Regions from separate parts of the Canis lupus genome. Here region 1 is linked to region 2. A link is a contact called in public Hi-C data. All regions are on one chromosome and are shown on one strand. Each heading gives the region's core, a stretch centred on a gene start, on an enhancer-like site or on the middle of the called end of the contact. The rest is flanking DNA. Distances are from core to core; before and after follow the strand shown.

Region 1 (2,700 bases), core at 122-2,621, 190 kb after region 2:
AGCATGTGTCAAAATCTTGAGGCTAAAAGAAATGTAATGCATTCCAGGAACCATAAGGCTAAAACCCAGTGAACAAGGGGGCATGTGGAAGAGGTAACTCTAGATGAGGAGGCCTGAGCGTTCATGGAGAGCTCTGAAAGCCACAGTTATGAACGTGGGTTTTATCATAAGGGTAGTGGGCAGCCAGCAAATTCTCAGCAGGAAAGGCAGACATATGTGTCTTTTACAACCATCACTCTGACCCAGGGTGGAGGAGGGAACAAGAGAGTGGGGCTACACATACCTTGTTCATCGCTGTAACCCTAGCATCTAGCAGGGTGCCTGCACTCAGTAAATGTCTGTGGAATGAATGACTGGAAACAGAAAAGGCTATTACAGTACCCAAGGCTTGGAAGAAAAGCGTCCCCATTTGCGATGTTACATAAGCTGATGTAATTAGTAAAGCCCCGACTGAATGTAGGAGTCTGGGATGAGGGAAGGAAAGAGGCAGGCAAGATTCCCCTGTATCTGGCTCGAGCGCCAACTTTTAAGTTCGGTGGGCAGAGCTGAATGAGACGGATAAGACCGGATAAGGAGGGCAGGGAGAGGGTTCACAGCCGACTATCAGATTCCCTCCCAACTCCCACCACACGTGCGTGTCTGAGCATCTGAGGAACACCGGGCACCAGAGCCGCGCGGGGCTCCCCGAAGACGGCGGCGGCGGCGACACTCTCCGCCTCCCTGGCTCTCCCAGACCCATTCCCGGCCCCGCCGGCAGGCGCCATTCGCGGGATAGTCGGCAAGGGGCGCCGGGCACACAGGTAGGAAGACCTGGGTGATGGAGCTGGCTGTCCACACTACGGAAACGCCTCGAACTTCTGGGCCGCGGTTTCGTCACAGGGCCGCTGCGAGCATCCACGCAAAGCTCCAGGCCCCAGCTGGAGTCTCACCGCTCGCAAAGACGCGCGCGGAATCCCCACGTTTCTTTCGGCCTGTCAGGTTCAGTCGCCCCGGGTCCGCCCGCGTCCCCCGGCCCGGAGTCGCTGCCTACCTGGCAACCCCGTAGCGGCGGCGCGCTACCGCCCGAGCTGTTTCCTGCAGGCAGCCTCTCTCCCCGGGCAGCAGCAGCCGGTGCCTCGCCCGCCGGCCTCAGCCGCTGCCACGGCTACTGTTTACCCGTAACGTCATTACCTGACTGCGGAAGTACTTACCCCGCCCAACCCGCAGAGCCTGCTGGGAAAAGGGCCTGTGGGGAGGGACGGCTGCCTACAAGATCCAGAGGCCTTTGCGGCGGAAAGGCTGCCGGAAGTAGCCGAACGCCAACAGCGGAATTCTCCCAGGGGCCCCTCCCTCTCCCGTGATTGGGTGCTGGGCATGGCGGCGGGGCGGGCGGGGCTGGGCCGCGGCTCAGGGCGGAGTCCGCGGGCGGAGGATGTGAGCTCACGGCCCGGGATTGCTGGCGGGCAGGCGGCCACAGCCCCGGGCGGCACGGGGTCGGCTTGCAACCCAGCTGAGAGGAGACGTGCCCCCCGGGAACGGTGAGAGGCGGGGTGCGGATGCCCTGGGGGACAGGATGGACGGGCCGCGGGCTGGAGCAGGAGCAGGGGCAGGAGCCCCACCCGGGGCTGGGGAGAAGGCGTGGGACGGCGGAGGGGAGATGGAGAGCGCAAGTCCTCCACTGGGGTGCGTGTCAGAATCGGTCGGCTTCTCGGTGTGAGGAGGGGTGCGGCCCGGGGAAGACTCCACCGACCACGGAGAGGTTGGGTCTCGCTAATCTTTCCAGACCTTTGGGACGAAACCTAAGATTTACACCTCGGATTTCTGCTGGATCCGCCTCCTCTACCCAAGATTGGCCACCCGCCCCCCACCCACCCCACCGAGTGTCATGGACCCATGGGTCCGTCTTCTAGGACCCCGCCTTCTTCCACGGCCGTGGTTGTGGTCCTGCCCTTCATTCTGCTTAGGTTCCCATTAGCCTCACTGAGGGAGACTCGGATACGCCCTCAGCCCCAGGCATCCCCAAATACCCACACACAAAGTCCGGAAGGAACTGCAGTGAGGCTATCAGTGGAAACTTCATTCTCTCTGGAATTACTTTCTGGGGCGTCACCTGCCAAAGATTCCTGGAGCCCATTGGCCCGGGAGGAATCTGAGCGGTCGGCATCTGAGCTGACGTCATCCAGGGGCTCAAAGCAATTGCTTTGTAGGCTCTGTTGGCCACCCCCTAGCCTTTGAGTTCCTTTACTTTGGCGGAACATATGTTTGCTTTCTTTGATCCTGGGGAAATCGGGGCTAGACTCAAAATGCATAGGGGACTTGCTAAAACCTGTTAAGGAGTGGATTTACTCCATTGGGGTGGGTGGGGGAAGGTGAGGTGATTTCATACTATCACGTGTTACTTAGGGATTGGACAATCTGCTGGTGAGGTTCATCTCCTCCGTACTCCATCCTTGAGGCAAGTGAGTCTCCAGGACAAGCCACCAAAGAAATTTGGCATTTCAGAAAGCAGCCGCTCTGGTCCTTCCTTGGACAGTCTTCCTAGAGGGCTACCTAAATCTTTTCAGGGACAATTTCAGTCTAACAAACTGAAATAGATTAAATACTTTCAGATGTGCATGACATTGTGCTAATCACTGTTTGGGATAGTAGAGCAGTAAACTTGGGGAAGCCGGTGCACTGCTTCTGGATCGCACTTGCAGGAGGTGATGTGCAACAGTAAAC
Region 2 (2,700 bases), core at 20-2,519:
CTAAAGATGGTAGTGACATAAATTAGGGTAATATTGTGGTAACTAGGGAGGAAGGAGGGTGTTTAGAAGTGGTTTAAAATGTCCAAGACTTGACGATTGATTAGAAGGGAAGGAGTGGGCAGACAGACATCAAAGATGATCTCCAGAGTTCTGAGTGAAGTTTTCCTAAGGATAACATTACGTGAGCTTATCATTTGGTATTTTAAAATAAAGTTCAAGTAAGTGAGGTTATGTGATAGTGAAAGATGCTATTTCAGTGAGATTTCAGTAACGAAACATGCAAGAGAAAATTACGATCTCCGTGGTTAAGTTTATCATCTTTGTTGCTTTAATTTGCATCGAGAGCCTTCTCGCCCCTTGAGAGTGTAGTGGTGAATGCTGGAGACCGCACCTCTTTTTGCCAAGATGAGGATTAGCCATGGAGGACCAGCCATAGGCTGGGAACTAGGAGTCTACTGAGTTTCTTCTGTGATTGTCTTGTTGGGTAACCTTGGAACTGAGTTTCTGAAGTTTGACATCCCTTTTTGCTTTCTCTATTTCTTCTCCACACTTGATGACTTAGAAACGGATAGGACATGGCTCTTATCAATGGACCAGCGACATTGGGACTCCGCCTTCTTCCTCGAAGTCCCGCCTACCTCTCTTTAGACCACACCCCTTTCACTTGGCCCCACCCCCGAAGAGGTCGTCGCTGATACGACAGCGAATTCTCCACAATCTTGACCTATAGGAGACCTGGAGGGTGGGACCGAGATCAATCTTTTTTCCATTTGTCAAGTCAAGTGTCTATCTGGCCCCAGTCCCATCCCACTTCGTCTTCAAGCCAAGGATTGGTTGCCTCTGTTCTTGGTCCCCGGTTCATGATTGGTTCTTTTATTCCACCCTCTCTTCCAGCTTTTGCGGGCGGGATTAGCACGCAGCTTCCTGCTCCTGCCAAAAAAAATAAAAGAAGAAAAAGAAAAGAGGAGAGAGGCGAAAGAAAATGTCACGGAGATCTTTGGGTTTTAATTCGCTTTCAGTCTTGTCGGTCAGGCCCAACTCTGCCTTTTGATTGGTCTTTCTATCTGCCCATCCCGGGTCGGGGGCGGGATTTCCCCAGGAGACCCACACCTTGTTGCCACTGGCCGAGCAGTGCGCCTGTCTGAAGCTCCGGGCTCAGGATTGGAGGCAGACGCAGACAGGTGGGCGTGGATTGGCTAGGGCAGCCGGTCAGTGTGAGGCGGGGGCGGGGCCTCGGTGGCTGGTTGCGCGTGTCCGCCGCTGGCTCCGCTCTATCCGGCTTTGCTAGGGGAGGTGAGTCCGGCCGCGGCGGCACCGGCGGCTGAGGAGGCGGCGGCTGAGGAGAAAGCGGCCGGCAGCGACTGAGGAGAAAGCGGCCGCGGGGACGGGAAGCCGGGTGGGGGGGAGGGGGGGAGACGGAGCAGCCTTGAGCCCTGCGGGGGCCGTCGCGCGGGGGGACCCACCCGCTCTCCCCCCCAACCCTCCTCAGCAGAAGGGCTCAGCAGCCAGCGGCGGGGGCAGGAGTCAGCCCGCTTCCGACTGCACCCCGCCCGCCTCCCGGGGCTCCTATTCTTCGGCCCCGGGACCCTAACCTCCTCCCGGGGCGGTTCCCCGTCTGGGCGTCCGAGTGCTGCCCACCTCTCTTTCATTCCTCCCTGCACCTCCTTACCTTCACTTTGCCCCGGTTCTCTTTCTCCTCTCCGTCCTGCCCTGTCGCCTCCTCTGCTCACCCTATCCCTCCCGCCTCCTTCCCTGGCTCTTCTCTGTTCTGGAAAGTTTAGTGCCCCCCTCCAATCAGGTCAGCCCGACTAGGAGTAGGGGGAGATGTAGGAAGGCCCGAGAATCCGAGGGGGGGGGAAGCTGGTTTCCCTGAAAATTTCCCCCCACCTTTTTGGGGTGGTTGGAATTCTTTTCAGTTGTGTTTTTGAGGAGGTGGTAGGTGTTTAGAAAAGGATGTGGGAATGGAAGGGGTAGATGAGTCAACCCTCTTACAAGATTCCAAGGGTGGCGTGTTACCTGATCCTTTTCGTGTGTGGAGTTCAGGGGGTCGGGAGGTTTGGCCTTTATTCCCACATTCAAAGTTGGAACCTCCCCCCAATTAAGGATGGAGTTTTAGTACCCACTTGTGGCAGGAAACCTGGGGGGAAGGGGTCCCTTTTTCCTTTTCCCTTTTCTTTTTCTTTTTCCTTTTCTTTCTTTTTTTCTTTTTTCTGTTTTTCTTTTCTTTTTTTTCTTTTTTTTTTTTTTTTTTGGCAATCCACACCCTTCTACACACGCTCACCCCAAAACCAAACACCAAGATCCTCTAACTTGTTTGGATTGACTGATGAAGACATAAAGCCAGTTCCGCTCCATGTTTTTTGAGGTGGAGTGAGTGGTTTTTCTTCATTTTTAAATGGCCAAATGACAGCTTGACCCAGTTTGCTTTCCAATCAAAGGGCATTTTTTTGAATGTCTCTTTGTGGCGCAAGAGCCAACGCAAAAATGATGGCGGCTTATAATGGCGGTACATCTGCAGCAGCAGCAGGTCACCACCACCACCATCACCACCACCTTCCACACCTCCCTCCTCCTCACCTTCACCACCACCACCACCCTCAACACCATCTTCATCCGGGGTCGGCTGCGGCTGTACACCCCGTACAGCAGCATACCTCTTCGGCAGCTGCCGCAGCCGCAGCAGCGGCCGCAGCTGCAGCC

The links. Hi-C and Micro-C count contacts between places; a contact is called where the count stands out from the background.
Region 1: a Hi-C map of blood shows a contact between it and region 2, with 2.4 times the contacts expected there. The contact joins the promoter of TNFAIP1 here to the promoter of NLK in region 2. A contact is called at or near these places in 2 of 9 Hi-C or Micro-C datasets (both in blood).

The regions. Positions count from the first base shown.
Region 1 is chr9:42,558,316-42,561,015 of UU_Cfam_GSD_1.0, forward strand. It overlaps TNFAIP1 (BTB/POZ domain-containing adapter for CUL3-mediated RhoA degradation protein 2), which reads left to right and starts at 1,372. Exons shown (of 7, transcript XM_038548226.1): 1 at 1,372-1,517. It overlaps IFT20 (intraflagellar transport protein 20 homolog), which reads right to left and starts at 1,193. Exons shown (of 6, transcript XM_038548225.1): 1 at 1,031-1,193.
Region 2 is chr9:42,369,173-42,371,872 of UU_Cfam_GSD_1.0, forward strand. It overlaps NLK (serine/threonine-protein kinase NLK), which reads left to right and starts at 1,270. Exons shown (of 11, transcript XM_038548220.1): 1 at 1,270-2,700. The coding sequence starts at 2,452. It also overlaps LOC111097442.